Linked DNA regions of Mus musculus: all the other regions are linked to region 2. The links are chromatin contacts, called in public promoter capture Hi-C maps. All regions are on one chromosome and are shown on one strand. The core of a region is the stretch at or near the end of the contact, and the rest is flanking DNA. Distances in the headings are between cores, read along the strand shown. Region 1 holds the start of 4931402G19Rik (RIKEN cDNA 4931402G19 gene). Region 2 holds the start of Ubr1 (ubiquitin protein ligase E3 component n-recognin 1). Region 3 holds the start of Ckmt1 (creatine kinase, mitochondrial 1, ubiquitous).

Region 1 (3,429 bases), core at 833-3,332, 500 kb after region 2:
ATACATGTTTCAATGCCTGGCCCATAGGGAATGGCGCTGTTAGGAGGTGTGGCCTCGAGGAAGTGCATTGCTGTGGAGGCAGGATCTGAGGTCTTTAAGCTCAAGTCTGGTCGGCCAGGCAGAGTCTCCTTCTGCTCCCCGAAGATCCAAATGTAGGACTCAACTTCTCCAGCACCATGTCACCATGTTCCCACCACGACAACGATGGACTAAGCCTCTAAAACTGTAAGCCAGCCCTAATGAAATGTTTTCCTTTATAAGAGTTGTTGTGGTTGTGGTGTCTCTTCACAGCAGTAGAAACCCCAACTAAAATAACATACTTAAGAAAACAAAAGAGAAAAATAAATGGGCCAGACAGATGGCTCAGCAGGGGGAGGCACCTGCTGCCAATTCTGATGATCTGAGTTTGGTTCCTGGGACCCACGTGGTAGAGGAAGAGAACTGAGTCCTGGTCGTTGTCCTGACATTGATGTCTGGATGCATTGCAAGGGCACATGCATGTGCACACCCACACATAACTAAATAAGTAAATACATAAATCAAGAAATAAATTTAAAAATCAGAAGTAAGACATGTTATAAGAGCAAAAGAGATTAGCAGTGTTTAGAACGACATGAGTAGGGCCGGTGAGACAGCTCAGTGGGTACAGGCATTTGCTATATCCTGACCTGAGTTCAAACCCTGGGACCCATGTAGGCGTGGACGGAGAGAACCAACTCCACAGAGTTGTCCTCTGACACACACGGATTGAGGAACTCACATGTGATTCATGTACAGATGCACACTAAATAATAATAAATAAAAAAGACTTGATAGCTCACACCTTTAACCCCAGCACTCAGAAAGCAGAAGCAGGCAAACCTGTGTGTTCCAGGCCAGCCTATCTCAAAGTCGGGAGAAGGAGGAGAAGGAGGAGAAGGAGGAGGAAGAGGAGGAGGAGGAGGAGGAAGAGGAAGAGGAAGAGGAGGAGGGATAAAATAGTAATTTAAAAAAGAACGATACAAATGTGCAGAAAGCATTTGTGGCTTTTTTATAAGGCAAATGCATCTTTTCATGGTTTCTTGGTCATTTCTGTCCCTGCCTTTCTCATTTTCTACATTATCCTGCCAAGTCATGTCAACGTATTCACTGTGGTCCCTGGAGCTCTGTCCCTGTCATGACCCTCAGGAGGAGCTGAGGCAATCCTAACTGTTATTTCTAGAACCTTCACTTTCACCAAAACAGTTGCAGCCTCCCCTACCCTCTGCTGTCCTGGGTTGATGGTTTGGTGCTACTGTGATTCTCTGCAGCCAGAACAAGCATCTAAGTTAGTATTAGCATTTCAGTTACCACCAGCACCACTTACTGACTGTGCTACGTGTGTGTGTGTGTGTGTGTGTGTGTGTGTGTGTGCGCGCGCGCGTGTGTGCATGTGTGCACGTGTGCACATGTTGGATGCAGTATCCTGTTTTATCCTTCCAGAACTCAGTGAAAGCTGGCGTTTTCATTTGCTTTTTACAGATGAGGAAGCTGAGACCCAGGAGTAGTCAGTCACGTGGTTTAGTGGTGGGCACAGTTCTGGTTCCCCTTGTTTCAAAACCTGTGTCCTGGGCTTTCTTGTTAATGGCTATTACTGCCTTACTGTAGGCATCTAAGACAATGGTTCTCAGTTTGTGGGGTGAGACCCCTTTGGGATCACCTAAACCATCGGAAATATCAGATATCATTATGATTCATAACAGTAGCAAAATTACAGTTATGGAGTAGCAATGGGAATAATTGTGTGGTTGGGGGTCATCACAACATGAGGAACTGGGTCAAAGCATTAGGAAGGTGGAGAACCACTGAGCTAGGACTTTAGGGACATCACACAGTATCGTGCTAAGCAGAGAGTACATTTAGCTCCTTTATGGAAAAGCAAAGTGAAACTTGGATCGTTTTCCTGACTTGCTGCTAGCAGCAGACCAGGCTTCCCACCAGGTCTGCTTGTTCAAATCCTGTCTCAAACTACTGTGTACTGTGGCCTAGTTCTTCCTTCTTGTGGCTAGTGTGGTACCCAACTTCCCTTTCAACTGTCTGACAGAAGGCAGCAGACATTCTATAACAGATCGGAAGCAGAGACCTCCTGCTAACCCACTTTCATTGGGAAGGTAATTTCACTGGGAAATAAGCTATGTGGTTAAGCTTGTAGTCTGGGGCTGGGTGTCCCTCTATGTAGACTAGGTTCTCCTGGAGTCCAGCTGTCTCTAAATCTGCTCACAATGATGTGGGGACAATTGTTGTTTTGATATAGCCTAGTGTTTCTTCATTTTAGAATTGAGTAGTACTGACTAAGTGACCCCAGGCTGGGAAGACATCTCCATTATAGACTTCACTTTAGAGGCTGTGGAGCCCCAGAAGAGCCCAGAGGCCTCCTGGAATCAGGAGAAAGCCCTTCCTTAAGGATGCAGATGTGTTGGCTACTGTTTGATCTCAGCTGGGAACCAGTATGTCTGGTGACTTGAGGTTTTCAGAGTCCTGAGCAAGTCCACAAATATTCACAGAAGCACAGCATTGATTTGGAAGTTACCAATGAATTTAAGTAGGAGAATAACAAGTATAGAATCTAGATAATGAGGCTTGGCTGTGCAGTTGAGGACTCTAATGGCCTGAGCTGGATAAACCCCTGCCCAAGCGTTTTGTGACTATCTGATAAAGCAACCAGAGATAGGGTGACAACCGAGGAACAGAGGACACCACTGGATACCTTTACTGTTGTCTGGGTTGTAACCAGATGACTTCCCGCTAGACATGAAAAGCTTTCCAATATGGAAATTACAGCATGTGTGTGTGGAAGGAGAACTCCTTTGCCCTTCTGACTCTTCATGTCAGGAGGAAAGCCAACTACCTCAGACCTTTGACAGTTGTTCTTCAACATTTTGCTCCTGGACTTACATGGAGTGTTTAATAGCAGTTTTCATGCTGTACTGAGTGGCACTGTGGAGTGGCCAGGATGCTTCCCAAGTGTGAGAGGTCCTGGGGCATCCATGGAGACTCACACAGGTCTTCAACCCACAGCCTCTCAGTGGCAGGGTCTCCTCCTCTGTCTCCCCCACTCCAGAGCTCAGTGAAGCCTGGGCATTTTCTCTCACTTTGTTTTTCTCCATTCCAGAGCTTTCTAACACTGGCAAGCTGGCTCAGCACTGCCACTTCAAGACAGGATGCAGAGCAAGTCTGCCCTTTCCCAAAAGGTTACTGGTCTCAAGTATTTCACAGCTTCAGTGGCTGTTAGGCCATAGAGAATGGCAGGAGCAGTGTGTGTGTGTGTGTGTGTGTGTGTGTGTGTGCATGCACCTCAGGCTTTCCCTAGTCCAATTCCAGTGCAGTCTACCTTTCACTCTTGTTATATATCAACCAGCTGATCCTTTTCTTTCCTTTTTCCCTTTAGAAAACAATCATGTTTGCCTCCTT
Region 2 (3,528 bases), core at 448-2,947:
TGCCTCATGCTCTCCCCTCAAAAAACAGTCACTTGATTTTTCACCCAACAATGTGTCTTCTCAAGATAGAAAGAACAAAACAACAACAGCGTTTCTCAAACTTTATTTTCTCAGGATCACTTTAAACTCCTTAAAATTATTGCCCCTCCCCAAGAATCTTTTGTACAAATGGTTCCTATCAATATTTACTAATAACAATTTAAGATGGAGAAAACTTTTAACTAGCTTAAAAGTTTCTATGCAGGGCTTCATGTAACCCAACATGTTCTGCTTTTTGTTGTTTTGGGACAGGACCTCACCGGCAGCTAGACTGATCTGGAACTATATAGTTCTGCTGCCTCCAACTTGGAAGAACCCTCATATTCTCAAATGCTAGCTGACGTTACAGCTGTAAGTCACCCATGCCGGCTTACAGGCATGTAAACAATATAACATCTTAAACATTTTTCCTTTCTTTTTCTCTTTTTGAGATGGGGTCTCACCACATAGCTCTGGAGTAGACTAGGCTAGCCTTGAATTCAGAGATCCACCTGCCTCTGGTTCTGGAGTGCTTAAAGGTGGGTGCCATTACACCAGGCATAAACAGCATTTAAAATGAAAATTAACTCGGTAAACAAATGTTATCCAAAATGTGAGAATTTCCAAATTTCTTAAGTTCCAATTTAATAGAAGGGTAGGTGTGTTTTAGTTCTGCCTCTATCTATAGTCAGTCATGTGTTGCTTTGGTTGGTGTATGTGAAGAAAATTTGACCTTACAGATCTAAAAAAAAAAAAAAGCCAGGTGGTGGTGGCGCACACCTTTTTAACCCCAGCACTTGGGAGGCAGAGGCAGGCGGATTTCTGAGTTCGAGGCCAGCCTGGTCTACAAAGTGAGTTCCAGGACAGCCAGGACTATACAGAGAAACCCTGTCTCAAAAACAAAAACAAAAAAACAAAACAAAACAAAAACAAAAACAAAACAAAACCCACTTCCATGGCAGGTGAGATGGTAGAAAACCAATCCCCTCAAATTGTCCTTTGATCTCTAAACATGATCCACACACACACACACACACACACACACACACACACACACACACAGAGAGAGAGAGAGAGAGACACAGACACAAGTCGCTAAAGTATATATATAAATTTAAAAAGGGACCAGGTGGCTGACATCTGTCACTTGGAATGCAGAGGTAGGAGGAATGCGTGGTATTGGAGGCTATTATTCGTTTCGTAAAAACTAAACCAAACTAAACAAAAAACAAAAACAAAAACAGAGGACACTAAATTAGCTCTTTATCACCTTTGTCCTCCAACCCTGGTCTTGGCCTTGGGTGTTTTCTCTTGGTTCAGAGCTATTCCTTCGCACTATGCATAGATGCACAAATGCAGGAATTTGTAGTCTGTGGCAACAGTTTCCCCTCGATGTTTCCGTACATCTACCTTGTTCTTTTCATGGGGTATTCCATAACGGGGATGTATTCAGTTTGTCTTCCCTTACCGACGGATGGACTAGGTTTCTCGGTTTTGTCATCTCACCACCCCTGCCCCGGGGTTAAGGGATGGCGACAAAGCTGTGAGGTCTTCCCTCGGGGATCAGCCCTGGTGGAGCAGGGCTAACTAACCATCAGGGGCGGAAACCTCCGGCTTGGCAGGTCGGCAGCCTGCTTCCGGGAAGCCGACCGGAAGCCGCTCCGGGTGCTGCGACAAACCTGACTTCAGGGGCCGTCGTAAAAGTGTCGTCCCTGTCGCGTCGGGCCGGCCACAGGTTTCCGCTAGCTGGCGGCCGGGGGTCGGGAACTGCGGGCGTTCGTTTCCCTTAAGATGGCGGACGAAGAGATGGACGGCGCCGAGAGGATGGACGTCAGCCCGGAGCCTCCCCTGGCCCCGCAGCGGCCGGCATCGGTGAGTCTTCATCTGCTAGCGCCTTTTGTCCTCTCCACCAACAGCTTCCCACCGCGCCTGGGAGGGTTTGGGGCTCCGCTTTCTATGGCGGCACTGGGGAAGGGGAGTCCTAGGATTGAAGGATCGACCCTCCCTCCCCCGATAAAGTTAGTCGTCTCCTACACACATTCCTGCCAGCCAGGTCTACGGAGTTTAATGACTGTCATCTATTAAGTCTCAACGTGCTCAGACACGCATGTCTCTATTTTGAAGTAGAAAGAACTCGTGCACATTTAGGTGGGTTTGATGTAGGAGCTGAGATGAGGTTGGAGAAGGCCATTTTTCGGTAGACGCATTGCTGACCCCTCTTGTTGATAGGCATCGGGACCCGGACCAGCACCTGGTGTGATATAGCATTGTCGGGTGGACTTGATAGTGGCAGTGAGTGTTGCGGCTGGCAAGGCATGGCCAGATATCCATTATTGCAGCGTCTTGAGAACCTTCGATCTGGCCCCCAGTGAGGGAAATTTGTCATTTGTCATGCCTTTTATATATGAGAAGGGACATTTCAAACGAGAGAATACTGGAATCTATACTTGGCTATTAGATTTTTGAAGGGCTGAGAAAGGAGAGGTAGAATAAAATTGAGTCAACAGTCTGGCTGCGTGGAGAATACGAACAGAGTAGGCTGAAAGGTGGGGTAATGTTCACAAATGTTCTGATGTGGTCCCTTCAGATAACTAGAAGGGAGGGAGGTCCTTAGGAAGTACTCACTATTGATCACAACATGTTTTATCAGTTTGTCTATAGCTGCATATGGAAAAGTGTGGGAAACATACCCGCACCCACGCAAACCCATTGTATATACACATACCTGTTAGTGAAGTTGTTTGTAGTTTTAATAAACTCATTCTTGGCTTACTTTACCCCAGCAGACTCTAGAACATTATTTTATGAGACAAGAGAATGACTCAGAAATAAGTCAACCACGGAGACTAGAGAGAATGTCTGTAAGATAAAAAACCATCAGGGACAGAGTTGGAATAAGACTATATGCACTAGATCAGCACTTGGCAGTCTTCCTCCTCCATCCCAAAAAGCAGTTGAAACTCACTTCACCACTGGTAATGTAGCTTAGATGAAAACAGCTAGAAAATGTTTCCAAGTAGATAAACTGGTTTGTTTGTTTGTTTGTTTGTTTGGTTGGTTTTGGTTTTGGTTTTTTTAGTGCTAGGGAGAAAACTCCAGGCCTTATGCATGCTAGGCAAGGGCTCTTCTTCTGAGCTATAGGTTAAGATAGAGAGATCATTTACTTTCAGGAGTTCCAGGCAAACCCCGGACTAGACTGTGAAACTCCATCTAAAAACAAAAATAGAAAAAAAGATTCATAGATAGAATCATGTGCTTTTTTTGTTTGTTTGTAATCTAGTGCGTTATAGTCAGAATAGTTGTAGTTTCCTATTGCCAAAGATGAGTAATGTTTATTTAAATCGTTGCTATGTTAATTCTTTCCCACTAGCACTGTAAAACCCCATTAATAAAACCATAAAACATCCATTACTTTGGAATTGGAAAAATGGTATAGAAATTGAGCAGGAATCTGTAACAAACATGTCTTCAAAGAATAATATATTTCTTTGGGCAAGGCTTTTTAAACTT
Region 3 (3,850 bases), core at 739-3,238, 390 kb before region 2:
TGAAGACAATACATACCTCTCATCAAAGTAGCCAGAACGGATCTGAGGAATAAGAGAAATGACTATAAATCATAGAAACACAGCAGGTGGGAACTCTTGGGGATTATAAAGCAGGTGCCAGAAGGAAGACACATTGGACAGGCATGCTAACTGAAAACACTGTGGTCATTTCTCCACATTTCTCACTTTGGGTACAGCCTTTTTTTTTTTTTTTTTTTTTTTTTTTTTTTTTTTTTGGTGGAGGGAGGAGGGCTCTTCTGAGCCGTCTGAGAGCTGAGATTACAGGTGTGAGCCACCACACCCAGCCAGGACATAGTCACTTCTTAAAAATTCTTTCACCATTTTGTACTTTGATCAGATTCTCCTCAACTCCATTATCCAGACTCTTATCCACTACGTCCTCCTATCTGCTATACTTCAAGATATGCAATTCTTTCTCTTATCAATATACAAAGCTCAGCAGTCTAACCCTGAGTCAGGAAACAAGGTGTAATGATTGGAGATACAGAACATTGTGCACAAGGCTGCACATATCGGAAGTGTCACATTTGGCTCACTTTACTGGCATCAAGGTCAGTGGTGTGCTTCATTGTTCTGGGGTCATATCCATTATGCCGCTCTTGGATCACAGGGTCAAACAGTTCAGCAAATACCTGAAAAGGAGTTAAGAGGAAGAGGCGATTATAAAGAAGAAACACTTGAGTTGTAGATTGATATCACTGGATCAGAACGTTTGAGTATAGACAATCCAGAGTCTTGAGGGAACAGACATGAGGGATCTTTAGGAGGAAGGAACTGGGATTTCTGAGGGGCCCCCTACCTCATAGGTCTCCTCATCTCCAGCCACCATGCCCACAGTCTTGATGAAGGGGTGGCCAGGGTTGTCCACTCCAGTCTGGATGCACTGATCTAGTGTCCAACCAGTGGGTGTGGTCTTGTCGCAGAGCCGTGCATAGACTGCTGGGGTCAGGTGACTGGCCATGCAGTTGTTGTGCTTTCGGAGGTCTGGGTACTCAGCGCTGGGAAGGGGGTACCCAGTAACCATGGAGGGAGGGCACAGGAGCCTAGACCTACTGATGTCAGCTGGGAGCTGTCCAGTGAGCCATGTCTGGCTTTGCTTATTGGAAGGAGGGGGAATTAGAGGTAGGCTAAATCTTGATAATCTCTTCAGGGATTTCCAGGGTCTTTTCTTTCCTAATAGTTCTAACACCTCAATTCCCCCTTGTCTACAGAGTTGCTTTTCTCTAGTGAGCATAACATTAGAGATGGGGGAGGGGAGAGACTCAGGAGAATTCGGGAGAACAAGGAGAATAGGTCGAGATTAAAAAAAAAAAAAAAAGCTTCTAGTCATCCAAAAAGGATTTGGGCAGTGGGTGAACCTAGAATTTGCAAAGGTAAAGCTGGTGTGGAGGCAGTGACATCGGGTGACATGTCCTTAGACATGTTCTTCCATTACAGGGCTAGGATCTCCAAACTGTACAGGAAATCCATCTTCGAGGCCTATCTTTTGCTCAGGTTATCCTCTCTACCTGTTCGGTTCCCATCACCACCACTACCACCCCCAGCCCCCACCTCGTGCATCTCAGGCTCTAATACCTCGGGGGATACAGTCTCCTCCGTTCAGCAGCGGCAGCTCCTACAGATTCCGGGCGGAGCAGAATCCCGGCGGTGAGAGACCCAGCTCCAGCCAAAGCCAGGAGCCTGAGTCCAGGGCGGGCAGACAGCAGACGGGAGAAGGGACCAGCCATGGCTTGGGGATGCGGCTACAAAGATTCAGAGCAGGATCTGGCGCAAGTCAGGAACTAGGAGGGAAGATGCAACCGGGTAGAGAGAGGACGGAGCTGGGTCGGAGACTGGAGCCAAAATAGGGGTCACGATGAAGGCTGAAGCTGAAGTGGCAGCCGGTGCCTACCAGGCTGCAGGAGAAGCGCAGCGAAGCAAGGAGCCAGCCAGAGCAGAGGGAGGCCCCAGCCGCAGTCTCCAGGGGTGGGGCTCACTCAGGCTCCGCCTTCCCGCCTGCCACCGCGCTAGGTGTGCGGGGGTGGGGTTGGGTAGCACTAGCCAGGTAATTAAGAAGACCGGAGATTTACTCCCTGAGGCTGGAGACAGACGCCCACCAAGGATGAGGGTGGTCAGATTTCAGCACTAAGTAGAGGACAGCACCACAGGGATTCCCGAACCTGAAACCCCCCTTCTTTCATACCCTCTCTGTTTAAATCTGAAACCCAATCCGTCTATTTTCTGGGTTTTAGGGGTGGGGGTGGGGAGGTTGACATTGCCCAGCCTCTTTTCTGAATTCGATCTGCACGCCATCTCTCCATTTTCCCCAGGAGAGTCAGCCGCAGGAAAACCACAGAATAAACAGATAGAGGAGGAAGACTGAGCGAGCTCAGGGGAAAGACAGCACAGCCTCAAGGTCACCTTCCCCTAAGAACCAGGAAGAGCACCAGGGAACTCCCAGCTACACCTATGCTTTCCTAATAAGATTGAGAAAGGATCCCTTAAGAATCAGAAAGCTATTGGCTCTTATCCTGTCTATTCTGTCTCCCAAACTCACTGCCTCCAAGTCTTCAGCTTGGCTATTTCCTGCCTCTCATTGGGGACCTGCTTTTTTTTTCTTTTTTTCCTCTACTCTAACCCCTGCTTCACCTTTGATCTTTTATTTCTCTTCTTCTTTTCCAGGCTTAAATCTGTTTGCTGTTCGAAGGACTCTTCCTGAGTAGTGTCTGAAAGCCTACCTGTTGATTGCTCTGGGTGTGGGGCTGGGGTTGGGCAGGGAATGGTGAGTTTCTTCTTCCTTCTCTTCCTTCTTCTCTGCAGCTGGCAGTTCCTGGACTGGAGGGGGAATATAAAGAGAGGAGGAGGGTGTGGTGAGATGACTGGGTGTGGAATGGAACAGGCAGGCACAGGTCTCCCGAACCACTCGTGCTTCCTCTCTTGGCTTGCTAAGGCAGTTTAATCTGGAGTGTGAAGGCTGGTAGTATCCAAGGGCATAAGGTCATCAGGGAGTCTCTGTCTTCTTCCTGGTCCGCTCTCTCTTTTGCGAAGTGCATACTCAGACTCAAGAGGGTTTGTTTCCACAGCTACGTGCTGGGCTAGGAGCAACTTGACTTTTATTAGTGCAGGAAGGGGAATGAAAGCTGAAGCTGAGATAGAGACCTGAGGTTTGGGTGCGGAGGGCCAGCCAAAGCAAAGCAGACATATTGCCATTAATATGTCTACCTTCAGCTTCCTGATGTTCCAGAAGACAGTAAGATATTTGGAAGTTGTAAGAAAGTACTTGGGAAAAAGAATTACCCTTCATAATCCCCACTGGCCCAACTAATATACATTCCTTTATTTCCCTCAAGTCCCCACCCCATATGTCTCCTTTCTGACCTTTCTCATTGGTGAGTATCCTTAGAAAGAATCCATTTCACTTTTGGCTCCATTACTTAAGCCTCTTCTCTTGGTAAAATAACACATTTTCCAAGAATAGAGATCTACTGGTGGAACTTCCTTATTTTTGGAGAGGGAAAAAAAATGTTACCTGTGCTGTGGGTGTTCATTATCCAGGTTAAGGAGTAGGTATGAGTAAGTGAATATAATTACTTGGGATGGTGTATATTTACCCAGATAAAAGGAGGAGATAGTCTTCGAGAGCAATTGGGCTATTATTTGGCTGAGAAGGTGTTCAGGAGGTGGGGTGTGGGAAGAGAGGCTAACAGAAGAAGTAAAGGCAGCCAGGGTACAGAGAAGTCATTCAAATTTGGAAAATGCCTTCCTATGGGAAACAATAGCTCTTCCAAGAGGGCTCATCGATTTGTGCACTTTTTAAATTCTTTGTGAGGCTCAGTATGCCAGTGGGGTC

The links. Promoter capture Hi-C pulls out the DNA fragments that hold promoters and counts their contacts.
Region 1: a promoter capture Hi-C map of liver shows a contact between it and region 2, with 6 times the contacts expected there. The contact joins the promoter of 4931402G19Rik here to the promoter of Ubr1 in region 2. A contact is called at or near these places in 12 of 39 promoter capture datasets (the 3T3-L1 cell line, the HPC-7 cell line, cranial neural crest and 5 more), 10 of 115 datasets of contacts at active chromatin or transcription factors (the 230-238 cell line, bone marrow-derived macrophages, differentiating embryonic stem cells and 5 more) and 4 of 9 other capture datasets (adipose tissue, liver, macrophages and 1 more).
Region 3: a promoter capture Hi-C map of neural stem cells shows a contact between it and region 2. The contact joins the promoter of Ckmt1 here to the promoter of Ubr1 in region 2. A contact is called at or near these places in 5 of 39 promoter capture datasets (the HPC-7 cell line, embryonic stem cells, fetal liver and 1 more), 4 of 484 Hi-C or Micro-C datasets (B cells, LSK cells, embryonic stem cells and 1 more), 7 of 115 datasets of contacts at active chromatin or transcription factors (T-cell acute lymphoblastic leukemia, bone marrow-derived macrophages, embryonic stem cells and 2 more) and 2 of 9 other capture datasets (adipose tissue and pancreatic islet).

What each region holds. Positions count from the first base shown.
Region 1 is chr2:120,468,020-120,471,448 of GRCm38.p6, reverse strand. 4931402G19Rik (RIKEN cDNA 4931402G19 gene) reads left to right here and starts at 2,082. Exons shown (of 5, transcript NR_040608.1): 1 at 2,082-2,129. The region is part of intron 1 of Capn3 (calpain 3); the gene reads right to left.
Region 2 is chr2:120,968,884-120,972,411 of GRCm38.p6, reverse strand. Ubr1 (ubiquitin protein ligase E3 component n-recognin 1) reads left to right here and starts at 1,697. Exons shown (of 47, transcript NM_009461.2): 1 at 1,697-1,890. The coding sequence starts at 1,810.
Region 3 is chr2:121,356,748-121,360,597 of GRCm38.p6, reverse strand. Ckmt1 (creatine kinase, mitochondrial 1, ubiquitous) reads right to left here and starts at 1,988. Exons shown (of 9, transcript NM_009897.3): 1 at 1,597-1,988; 2 at 821-1,019; 3 at 558-653; 4 at 1-42. The coding sequence starts at 1,748. Gm33947 (a long non-coding RNA gene) reads left to right here and starts at 1,779. Exons shown (of 2, transcript XR_374934.4): 1 at 1,779-2,416; 2 at 2,683-2,783.